Linked DNA regions of Mus musculus: regions 1 and 2 are each linked to region 3. A link is a contact called in public ChIA-PET and HiChIP or PLAC-seq data. All regions are on one chromosome and are shown on one strand. The core of a region is the stretch at or near the end of the contact, and the rest is flanking DNA. Distances in the headings are between cores, read along the strand shown.

Region 1 (4,260 bases), core at 720-3,219, 180 kb after region 3:
CGAATCATTTATAGATTGCCGTAGTCTGTGCTTCAGACATGGTAATATACATTCTCGCCACATTGGAAGCTAAACAGTCATCCCAGGCTAGACACATCAAAAAATTAGAACTTGAAGCCGTCACCCGTGAGAGTTGTAAGACTAAGTACTGCACAGAGATTAGTCTGGAAGCTGTTAGACAGTCTCTGAGAGGCATGTCTGATTACATGAAGGTTGAGTGCCTAGGGTCCTTCCCTCAGGAAAAACCTCACGGGAACAGGTCAGGGTTACTCTGGGTAAAAATCTATGGGCCTAAGAGTCAATCTGTACATGGCCTCTAACATTGCACACTGGGGATCAGACCTCTACCTCTACCCACGGAGCTTGCTTCGTTCCTAAATCCCTTGGCTAGCTCAGGTGATACCCAACAGACTGGAACCATTGATTCAAGCCTCATAGATGACTTGTCCTTGTGTCCTTCGTGGTTTTAGAGACTCACCCGGTGAGCAAACAGACATTTAGGTGGTCGTTAAAAACGTAGCTACAAATTTATTATACAATATGCCTTTATAAAAATATTAAAACGGGGGAGATGTTAGGAGCTATTAAGACAACACAATTGTCCTGATCTCTGAATTGGGCCTCTCCCCCCCGAGAAGAAAAGGGGGTCAAAAGCGGGCCACCGACACACCGATTCCGAGAACAACCACAGATTGTTCCAGTCCTAAGTCATCGCTGAAGTCCTGACCACATCCTGATACCACCAAGTTCCTGCTTCCCCGTGTAGCTGCCAAAAGAAAAAATTTCTATTGCCCCCCCCCCCACTGATAAGTACTTCTCCTTTTGCTTGTATTGCCCCACCCCTCCTGCTGATAAGTACCTGTACTTCCCCTTTTGCTTGTACATGGGCCTGGCTAATACATTGGGGCTTTGACGCAACTCAGAACGTTTCTGTGTTATTCGCACAAGGCCCTCGTCTCTCTCTACCCCCATTTGGTCCTTAGGAGAAGGTCCCCTCGAGACCCTCGAATAACTGGACCTGCTGGACGAGTCAGGAAAGAAAAGAGAAAAAGAAGAGGAGAAACGAGGAGGGGAGGAGAGAGAAGGAAAGGAAAGAAATCAGACAAAGGTGTTTTAGGCCTAATGATGACATAAAGCCAAAAGTAACCCAAGAAAAAGCCGAGGTAAAGAGCTGGGGCAACTGAAGCTTGGCGCATGGCTGCTGTCACTGTAAACCAAATGGTGGCTCCATTAAAGATTAAACAGATCTACTGTAAGATTCAGCAACCCCACTTCTGGGTATATACACAAAGACGTGAACACACAGAGGCTCTGTCAAGTGCTGAAGAGACTTTTTTTTTTTTTTTTTTTTTTTTTTTTTTTGGTTTTTCGAGACAGGGTTTCTCTGTATAGCCCTGGTTGTCCTGAAACTCACTTTGTAGACCAGGCTGGCCTCGAACTCAGAAATCCACCTGCCTCTGCCTCCCGAGTGCTGGGATTAAAGGCGTGCGCCACCACGCCCGGCTGAAGAGACTTTCATGAACAGATTGCTCTTCATCAGAAGACCTGCCTACCCTCCACTCTAGACTGCTATAGCCAACTTAAGTGTACAGAAGAGTCCACCCAGGTGTGGAGATTCGCAGGGAGCTACTAAATTTGTAGCTTTTATTTAGATTGATTACACCGTTTCCTACCATATAAATGATGACAAAGCATTCCTTTGACAAGGTGAGGTGAAAAATGGGATTATAATCTGAGACTCCCTCCTCATACTCTGCAGTGCTGGGCATCAAACCCAAGGCTTCCTGCACACTAGGTAAAAGCTCTACCACTGAACAATGCTCCCAGCCTGGGCCATCGGTTACAGACAGTACTGTCCCTGTCCAGAGTGACACACTGAGTGTGGCGCTCCGCTCCGTGTTGCACAAAATGCCTGCTGTTGTTCACTTGACACTACCGCACAGAGCCATTACGCCAACAGTGCCGTGGCAGCCAGCTTCCTGTGGAACCCACAGCTCTGACTCTACACAGACAGGAAGTAGATGAGGAACAGTATGGTTTATAGTTACCGTGGCCAAAGAAAGGTAAGAAATGCAGGTAAATACAGGCAAAGTTAGAAAAGAGCAAGCCTGGAAGCCCAGATAACCTGGAAGTATGGTTATCAGACTATCATTAGCCATCTTTCTTCTATTATTCAACTCTCTTTGAAAATTAAAAAGTAAGTCAGGCATGGTGGGCACTTGGGAGGCAGAGGCAGGGGATCTCTGTGAGTCTGAGGCCAGCCTGGTCTACAGAGCAAGTTCCCGGGACACACAAGGCTACATAGAGAATAAAAGTAAACTCAAGAGCCCACAGTAAATCAGCAGGCAAAGGTCTCATTGGCAAGTCTGGTGATCTGCGTGCATCCCTGGGCCTCACTCAGATGGTAGAAGGAGAAAAGGACTCCTCCAAGTTCCCCTCTGAGCTGCACATGGACGCCACGTCACACACTCAAACACGAAGCCATGCATGTCCCTACACAGATACATGCACACACAGAATAAATAAGCAAGCAAACACAAAACTTCTTTAAAAAATAAACTGAAAAGAAATGCCTGAACAACGTCAACTCTTGTAGCAGTGGTTCTTGTATGAACTGGACACACCTAGCACTGACCACCAAAGTGAGCATTCCTCGGGGTCTCTCTCTGGCCTGGGGCTTGCACCTAGACGAGGCTGGCTGGCAACTGAGTACCAGAAATCCATCTGTCTCTGTCTCCCTGGCACTGGGTTACAAGATAGATGAAAGAAAGAAAGGGGAGAGAAGGGAAGTAAGGAGAGAGGGAAAGGAAGGACAGAAGGAAGGAGGTTCAGGTAGAAGGGAAGCAGAGGGAGGGAGGGAGGGAGGGAGGGAGGGAGGGAGGGAGGGAGGGAGCGATGGAACAGCCATGTATGGATGAGGGGCAAAGCAGAGGTGACCTACATGGTGGGTCATAAAAGATGGGTCAGCAAATAAACATGGTGTCTAGTAAGTCTATATCTTAGCTTTTCCTCATCAATGAGCTATGCCATGCCATTTCATACCAGCTTGGAAAACTGTTACAAAATTATAAATGGAGCTGTTTCTTCACATGAACTACTGGAACCTGTAGGAGCTTGGGCTCTACTGCAAACGTAAGCGCAAGGAGGGAAGCTGTCAACACGGAGTGGAGCAGCACGCAGCTTTAGTGCCACCAGCGAGGCAGAGGCAGGCCAGGGCTACTTAAGAGAGCTTGTCAAAAGAGAGAGAGAGTGGAGGGAGGGGGGGAGAGAGAGAGAAGCAGAACTGTTAACTAGCTTAGGGTATTCTCAAGCTTCAAAACTGAAGATTTTAGTATCGGAGTGATAACCTTTTATTCTACCAATAGTGCTTAATAATGAAGAAAAGGACGATTAAGAAAAAAAGGACATTTAGAAAAATAAAGAAAACATGGGGCTGAGGAGACAGCTCCCCCATACATAACACTCTTGCTGTTCAAGGATGAGGCCCTAGTTTAATGTCCAAAACCAAAGCTGGGCTTGCTTGGTGGCTTGCGTGTGCCTATCTATAATCCCAGCTGGGGAGTGAGAGGCAGGCTGACTAATGCAAGCTTGCTGGCCAGCCAGCCTAGCCTAATTGGCAAGTCCCAGGCTACAAGAGAGGCCTTGTTTTAAAAGCCATGAGGACCAGACCTAAAGAGGAACAAAGCTAAGGTTGTCCTTAGTCTTGTGTGCATGTGTGTGTGTGCGCGTGCACCTATGCGCGCAAGTATACACGTGAATGCTTGAAAAGGGAGCAAATCAGAGATGGGAAATGTAGATGACAAAATGCCACTTGGTATGATTTCTAGCTCACTCTGAATAACACCACTGCAGTATACTCCGGTAGCCTTTCAGAGCAAACACTTACACGGAAAAAAGAGGCTATCGGTTTGAAAGCGAGCAAAGAAGGGTAGATAAGAGGGTGTGGGAGGGGGAAAGGGTGGGGAGAGTAGTGCAATTATTTGAAATATGAAAGAAATAAACCTTACAGAAGAGCAGGTTTGGTTCCTGGCATCCACACAAAAGGCTCACAACCACCTGTAACTCCAGCTCCAGGGGGCTCTGACAGGCTCTTCTGGACTCCATGGAGACACACACACACACACACACACACACACACACACACACACACACGAAGGCCCTTCTTGTCAGAGGCCCTTCTTGTCGGAGTAAATCACTGACAGCCACGTGCTATGTCCCCTTTCCTCACGGTGGCTCTCACGTGTAGGAGGGAATAGAAGC
Region 2 (3,674 bases), core at 1,121-3,620, 170 kb before region 3:
CCCACTTACCCCAGGATACCCACTTCTCCTGACTCCTGGACCAGTGTTCCTCCTTCCACGTCATATTTTCTCAAGCAAAAGAGCAATCTCAGAGAATTGGAGGGGGATCGGCATGGGAGAAAGGAAGAGAGCAGAAATCAGGGCCACCAGCCCCGGGCAGTAGTATCAGGAGGCTGCAGAGAGCAGCCATGGCAGGGAGCAGAAGAGGCAGGCCCGAGCAAGGGAAGCCGGTGGAGTTGGAAGACAGCCTGTGGAGGACCAGGGCGTGCACTTTGCTTCCTGAGGGTCAGGTTGCAGCAAGCGTGAAGGCAGGTAGGGTTGGCTGGATGCTAAGCCTTTGAATCTGTTCAATAATCCCTCGTGTTATTAGAATAATAAGAATAATCCCGGCCGCCTGTCCCACCCATAGCTCTCTGTATAACATTTTCATGCTTATTGCTTCGTTACGTCTTACTACAACACAGGGAAGGAGGCAAGGCTGACATTGTTCTAAGAACTGCCTTGCACACTCGAGGCCTTGGGTGTTAAATTGTGAATTTGGTAAAGTCTCGCAGCCAGTTAAGCACAGGTCCAGGCCCAGGTGACCCAGGGCCAAGGTGTCCTGAAACTGGTGTCCAGTGCCTCTGTGGTCACCTGGGGAGAGGATAAACCTCCTCTGTCCTCTTCATCACCACCACCACCATCGTCATCACCAACAACCACCATCTTCATCATCATGTGTTTCATGTGTTGACTTCTCTGCTAGATTCTTGTGTCAGCATGGAAACATACTGTGATTTCTCCCATCTAAAGGAACATAAAGCCCACAAAATACTCTTAACCCACATCTCCCTAAAGCTCTTGCCCAGATATAGCAAAAAAAAAAAAAAAAAAAAAAAAACAAAACAAAAAACTTCCTTAGGAATCTCTGTTCATTTCCCACAATGCCCCACCCCACCCCAGTGCCCCCTCCCCCCAGTTGTCTGTTCCCATACTCTCTTGTGTGCCTTTTCCATGCAGCCAGGGCTCTGTGCACGCAGAGTGTGAGCTCTGCTATGGAGCTTCATCCCCAGTCCACCGAGAACTCTGCAGAATGCAGTGCTATTCAGTTCACCAGTAACCTCCATGGGGACAAACCCAGCAGGCAGTCTGAGCCCTCCTTGGCCTAACTCAGCAGAAGCACCCCCTAGGCCTCTGGCTCCTGGGTTTTGGTTAGACGGCCCCATGGTGGCTTGCCTGGGTCCCTGAGTCTTTCCATCGTCTTCCCTCAGGACCCCAGTCGGGCCCAATGCTTTGGGGTTTTTTTTGTTTTGTTTTGGTTTGTTTTGGTTTGGTTTGGTTTGGTTTGGTTTTTGGTTTTTTGAGACAGGGTTTCTCTGTGTGGCCCTGGCTGTCCTGGAACTCACTTTGTAGACCAGGCTGGCCTCGAACTCAGAAATCCACCTGCCTCTGCCTCCCAAGTGCTAGGATTAAAGGCTTGCGCCACCACTGCCTGGCTAATGCTTTGGATTTTATGCTTCATGCTGATGACTGTGGATTTATGTCTCCGGCCCTAGTGTCTGAGTTCCAGACTAGAATGTCCAGTTGTGTCGTCAGTGCGCCCATTTGAAATCTGACTGACCCTTTACCCTCACTAACGTGCAAGCCACTTCTTTTGCCTGGGTCCCTCTGACTCTGTGTCCTTCCCACGGCTTCTCTCGGAGTTCCCCACTCAAGGCAAATTCCTCGGCAGCCTCTCCCTTCCCGACACCCTACACGTCAGACTCATTCGGCAGCAGGTCTCATGGCTCTACCTCTGCTCTAGAGCCTAAGCGCCCTGCTAAGCTTTGTGGCCCTTCTTTCCCCATGCCACCTGGCTTGTTGTGATGCTCCCTGCAGCTTCCCCTGCTGTGCCCCCTGTCTCTGGTCCAGACAGCAGGCAGGGGTGGGGATCCCCTGCTTCACATCCAGCAGGTGGTTGCTCCCCACAGACCCCCTTTGAACTCCTCTCTCCAACTCTGCTGCACCCCTTGTTGCCTAGGCTGAGTGGCTCCTTCCACACCCAGGATCACGCAAGGATCTGCTCCTCCGTCCTGAGACCCTCCCAGCTTTTCCTTCTCTTCCTTCTGTGCTTTGTTTTCCTTCGCCCACCGCTGAGTGGCTGCTCCCTCCTCCCCGGAGTCCTAGCTCTGGAGACCCTATCTCTTCCTCTGGGTTTTTCTGATCTGTTTGGTTTTCCGACTCAAGGGGAAGTTAACTCCCTGAGGGCGAGGCTCACCAACCACTCTGGCTTGTGCGTTGATGTAGCCCCGGCTCCCAGAACAACCTCATACACAGCAGACACCCCTGGGGGCTTGTGGGGTGAATGGATGCCCGAGGAGTGAGTGGGGGCAGGGATCTGAGGTGCTGGGATGGCCAGTCTCAGAGCTGAGTGTGCACTGTCCCCGCTGCCTCCTGTGAGTCACAGGGAGGAGGCACTTTGGTGCCCAGTGACCCCCAAATGTCTCATTCAATTAGTGCACCAAAAAGTCTTGGTTGGGATCATCTTGAAAGTTACATAAAGAATAGTTGAGAGCGTCCATGGGTGGGCCCTTTTGCTTAGAGATGGGAAGACAGGCCCTTGCATGCCATGACACATGTAAGAGCCCTGTGTCTTAAGCTACTCCGAAGAAGGTCCGGCAAGGTTAAAGCATTGTTCCCAGGCAAGGAAACGTAAAGCCTCAAGTGTTGCTAGAGGTAGACCGGCCCTTGGCACCACCCTGCACAGTTTCTGCCCAGCCCTACAGCCTGGCCTGTGAATTTACCTCCCAAGAAAGCACCCAAGTGGGGAGAGGAGGGGAGAGCCGCTCGGAGCCGACACCTTTGAGCTGACTCACCCACTTACTAGCATTTCAGTTCTGGCATCCAGCAAGGGGGTAGGGGTCAAGCTGCAAACTCAAGGCTTCCTGACACTGCGCCAAGGCTGAGTGTGGGAGAGACAGACGTAGGAGGGGGCTGCTTCTCAAGGCTGGATCAGCACCCCAAGAGGCCTCGGCTTCCATGACGGGGGTCCCTACCCTGAAAGATGGAAGAAGCTCTCGGGGTTAGAGCTGAGAGTTCTAGGACAGAGGCTCTGGATATTCTTCTCGGTGTCTGTAAAGCCCAGGCTGGTGGGAATAGGGAACTTGCCAGGGAGGGTCCAGGGCCTCATCCAACACTTCCTGTTATCCCTTCCTTGAACATTGCTGATGGGGAGTAGTCAAGTCAAGGCTGTGCTGAGTGTCCGTGTTTTGTCTGACTGCAGTGAAGAGAAAGGGTCCCATTGTGTCGCTAACCCACAGAAGGCTAAGTGGGAGGAGCCATCCCAAAGGCCAAAGTCACCCTCCAGTTATACAAGAGGGAACAGGGCACCAGATGGGCCCAGTTCTGGGCTCCCACCAACTTGGAAGCCTGTGTTTTTTCTAAGCAAAGTGTTGTGTTTTCATTTCTTCTTATCTCACTCTTATAGCACACACACACACACATGCCATCACACATGCACCCCACCTTGCTTCTCTAGGCATCTGGGGACAGCCATCCTCTTGGCTGTGTGATGAGGGCAAGTTGATTATACTGTCTGTGCCTTAGTTACATCAACAAATGATGGGAACAGTAATGTGACATTTGTCACAGAGGCTAAAGTGGGTATTTAAAAACAGTCACAAGACTCTGTTACATTAATCCTTGTGTTTATAAGT
Region 3 (3,708 bases), core at 389-2,888:
CAGAGCTTTAGACGTGCCATTTCTGGCTTTTCTGCCCTTCTGTACTGCCAGCTGCTGACCGGTTACTTCTGGCAAGCTTGGGGCCTCTCTTGGGGTCCTGTGGCTTTGACTGGAAGACATTCCCATAGCAGCTGAGACCAGAGTCTGCCTGTGGTCTGGTACTGGGCCAAGAAAGGCCTGGCAAAGGTTGGGACGTGAGATGTATTATATTGAACAATGAAATTAGTTACTAATTGGTGACTAGTTAGATTTTTTGGTATAGAGATTACTTATTTGTTTGAAAGAAAATAATCTTTGTACATGAGCAGAAGAGGCTTCCTAAAGCACTGGAGGTGTAAGACAGGATCAGGCGTTGGCTGTCTCCCGTGCTCACAGATCCTATTGCTGCCAGTGCGCTGAGTGGGCCCCAGGGTCTGTGCAAGACTTTCAGCCTGATCAGGGAACCAGGGGTTGCTGAGGAAGCTAAGGGCTGATGCTGAGGCTCAGGGAGAGTACAGCGCCTCTGTCCCATGAAGCTGTTCCAGCAAGAGTAAGAAACAACTGGAAAGAGTGGCCACACAGAAGGGACAGTGAACTAAGACCGCAGCACTTCAGGTAGGGGTGCCTCAGTGAGAGCAGTGAAGGGTGAAGTGGGTTTCTGGGTAGATGCCAGCCTGCGTCCCTGAGCTTTCTGAGAGTAAGGTGGAAAGAGCCACTGACATCACCAGCTTTTCCTCTTTTGTCAAGCGCAGCCTACGTGTCTGCCCCAGGCCTGATGTGCCTGGACCCCTTTAGAGGGAGAGGACATCTGTATGTAGCCAGCTGCAACAGCACTCAGAAGGGAAGCAGCACAGGAGAGGACAGGAAAGGGACCCTTCCTGGTGTTGGGAGCTGCGCTGTGGTAGCCAAAGCATGGCTTCCACACTACAGTCATCTGTGACCCAGACATGGAAAGCCACCAAGAAAGGTGTGGCCAAACCCTGCTGTCCCCACTCCCACCCTTAAGAATCTCACAGAAGGAAAACTAGGAGAGTGCATCACTTAGGCTTTGTGTGTGGTTGAGAGTGACACTGTGGCAGTCCTGAGCACCCCGGGCCTCTCTCAGGCCTTGCCGTCTTCTCTAAGTCCTGCTGTAACTGGTGGGAGGATGGGGGGTCTGCTCTCCTTGGCAGAGGAGCACAAAGAAACAGTCCCCTGTGGTTAGCACAGTTCCAGGCCCCAGGGCTTCTTAGCATTGGCTCACAAGTTTGAGGTCTAGACCCAGCCCTTGGTTCCCAGGGAAGAGTTAAGCCCGTGCCATCTAATCTGAGGCTTCTCTGGGTAGTTCTATGAGGAGACAGGATCCTTCTCTTCAGGAAGCTTGTCAGGCTAGTCAGGGGTGGAAGGAGGCCAGGACCAAGTGAGAAGGGGATCCTGCTTTGCTTACAGCCAGATGGACGGGGTCCTGCAGGAGTGAGGCCCGCGGTGTATGGGGTCTCTTGCTCTGGGCTGAGGCTGCCTGAGTAGGATTCCAGGGCCCTCTAGCTCTTGTGGTTTGTATTGGTTTTCTGCCTTGTCAAAGTGCCCTTTAACCTCCCCTCAAAGTGTCAGGATCCCTAAAATAGCAGTGTAGACTCAGACAGGAAATGAGAAGGGGGTGGGGAGCTGGAGAGCAGACAGACAGGAAATGGGAGGCCTGTCGGCCCCCAGAGAGGAAGCTAACTTGAGGCAGCTCCAGTGTCAGCTTCAGCTGGAGCTTTGCTGGCAAATCAGCCAAGCCTGGTGCTCTAGCGCCAGCCTCTCAGCTGCGGGTGTGGCTAGCCAGGATGGAGCTGGTGTTCCAGCTGTGGGGTAGACACAGCCCTGCAGGGCAGTTTGGACACAGCTGGACTATGTAGTTCCATGGACATTTCAGGAGGACTAGAGTACTCAGGAGAACAAGGCTTCCATCCTGAGGGGTTTAATGTCTCTGCACTGAAATAGACCTGTCACAACCCCCCACCAATTCTAAGGGAGTTTGCTCTTCACTTTTATTCCAGAGTTAGCATAGGCCAAAGGGAAAGCAAAAATGCCCCAGGTCATTGTCCTCCTGTCTGCTCACCTGCCTGCCTTTCCACATTGCCATCTTCCTGGGAGAGCCATGACTGGAGCGTGTATGTTCCCTAAGCTTTTTTGGTTCTGCCGGACCCACTCCAGCCGAACACAGAACTCTCACAACCATCTTTGCTCATTGCTTCTCAAAATTGAACTCAGCGGTGAGCCCTCTGGCCCTGTAAGGCTCTCTTTGAGATTTATGGCACTAGGGACTTGCAGGCTTTTCCAGGCCCAGCTCTGTGAGTGGTGAATGCTCTGGATGCCTCCCCAATTCCTCCAGCACATGGTGGAAAAGGACTTCATGCCTAGCATTGTATCAGATCAAAGGGACACAGGAAATAATGGGGTTATAACCTGGCCCAAGAGGAGAGACTGGCTAGAATCTCATCTGGCTGAAGCCCATTTGTGATGTATTCTCCTGCCTCTGGGAAGTCCAGGCTGGCAGCATGACCACATAGGGGCCTGTCATAGGTTATGGTTTTCAGGATTTTCTCAGCCTGATAGTAGGTTCCAGTAGCATGCAAGAGAGCAAATTTATTGAGGGCTAGATTGCTGGGTCAGAGCCTCCACCAAACCAAGCCAGTTTGCACACTACATCCACTGTGTTTGCTGTATCTGCAGGTGGGTGAGGGAGTTTCTCAATGATGAGAACAAAGGCCTGGACGTGCTGGTGGATTACCTGTCATTTGCCCAGTGTTCTGTCATGTAAGTACCACAGGGCAAAGGTTGGGGACTCACTGGGAAGCAGACAGTCCCCATCTATTTAGAAGAAGGATGAGGGCTGGGAATGCAAGCCAGCAGAGCATTGCCTGCCATGTGCTGAGGCTGAGGTGTCAGGCTCCAGCATGGGGGAAATGTGGGGTGGGAAAGAAAAAGGAAGAGTGAGATTCCAACAGAGAAGGTGGGCATGGGCATCCCCAGAGCAGGAGGAAGTAGCTCAAGTGTTGCTGCAGACATGAGCAGGCAAGACAAGGGAATAGCAGGCATCAGCAAGGACTGGAAAGTTAGCTGGAGTAGAAGACATGTTCTAGGGAGCATGAAGAGAACAGTCCGGCAAGGGAGCTTGGAGTCAGAAGCCAAGTGATCCAAGTACCAGGCTGCAGGACCTCCAGGAAATAGCCTGGATCCTCAGGAGACAGGCTCCTTAGGGTTTCATCATTTCAACAACATTGAGTCTTCATGAGGCAGCTTGGGCCCTGAGATGTGAGAGGGTGACTATAGGCCTATTGTTGAGGAAGGCCAGTGAGCGTGGTGACCTTCGACCCGAACAGATCGAATAAGTATTTGGGAGCATTTTCAAGACATCCTTTTCATATGGAGGGAGTTAGCTGTTGGTTAGCACAGGAGAGCAAGCATGGTGAGGTGCAGTGAATGAGAGCTTTTGGAGTCAAAGTTGTGTTGTGCACTATCTGTGGAACCTCAGGTACCTTTGTCCTCCTGACTAAACAAATTAGATGGGAAGGTGTGTATCCCTCTTAGCCTCCTCCCCTGGTGGCTGCTCTGCTGTTAGTTATCACCCAGGTGATAAGCCTGCCTCTAATCTTTGGACATAGAGAAAGAAGGCTAACTGTGATAGTAAATGAAGTTAGCAGCATATGCAGGCTTACACTTTAGTTAGACAAGTCAGCCTAAGGAGGACAGTCCAGGTTTGCTCTC

Evidence for each region. ChIA-PET counts read pairs in DNA pulled down with a chosen protein or histone mark. HiChIP or PLAC-seq counts read pairs in DNA pulled down with a chosen protein or histone mark.
Region 1: an RNA polymerase II ChIA-PET map of memory CD8 T cells shows a contact between it and region 3, with 15 read pairs. The contact joins two enhancer-like sites. A contact is called at or near these places in 2 of 115 datasets of contacts at active chromatin or transcription factors (effector CD8 T cells and memory CD8 T cells) and 1 of 9 other capture datasets (adipose tissue).
Region 2: a contact with region 3 is called in an HNF4G HiChIP or PLAC-seq map of pancreatic cancer cells. The contact joins two enhancer-like sites. A contact is called at or near these places in 1 of 115 datasets of contacts at active chromatin or transcription factors (pancreatic cancer cells) and 2 of 9 other capture datasets (adipose tissue and embryonic stem cells).

The regions. Positions count from the first base shown.
Region 1 is chr15:99,151,345-99,155,604 of GRCm38.p6, reverse strand. All of the region lies in intron 2 of Spats2 (spermatogenesis associated, serine-rich 2), which reads right to left. Among named protein-coding and RNA genes, the nearest start is that of Spats2, 27 kb to the right of the region's middle. Within about 2 kb of position 1,969, at least 22 of the 459 cell types and tissues checked have an H3K27ac peak or open chromatin away from gene starts, as enhancers often do. A contact at or near this core is called in memory CD8 T cells, where this site is marked.
Region 2 is chr15:99,504,692-99,508,365 of GRCm38.p6, reverse strand. The region is part of intron 11 of Faim2 (Fas apoptotic inhibitory molecule 2); the gene reads left to right. Among named protein-coding and RNA genes, the nearest start is that of Faim2, 22 kb to the left of the region's middle. Within about 2 kb of position 2,370, at least 48 of the 459 cell types and tissues checked have an H3K27ac peak or open chromatin away from gene starts, as enhancers often do. A contact at or near this core is called in pancreatic cancer cells, where this site is marked.
Region 3 is chr15:99,331,036-99,334,743 of GRCm38.p6, reverse strand. Fmnl3 (formin-like 3) reads left to right here. Exons shown (of 27, transcript NM_011711.2): 5 at 2,674-2,757. Among named protein-coding and RNA genes, the nearest start is that of Gm22951, 35 kb to the left of the region's middle. Within about 2 kb of position 1,638, at least 292 of the 459 cell types and tissues checked have an H3K27ac peak or open chromatin away from gene starts, as enhancers often do. A contact at or near this core is called in memory CD8 T cells and pancreatic cancer cells, where this site is marked.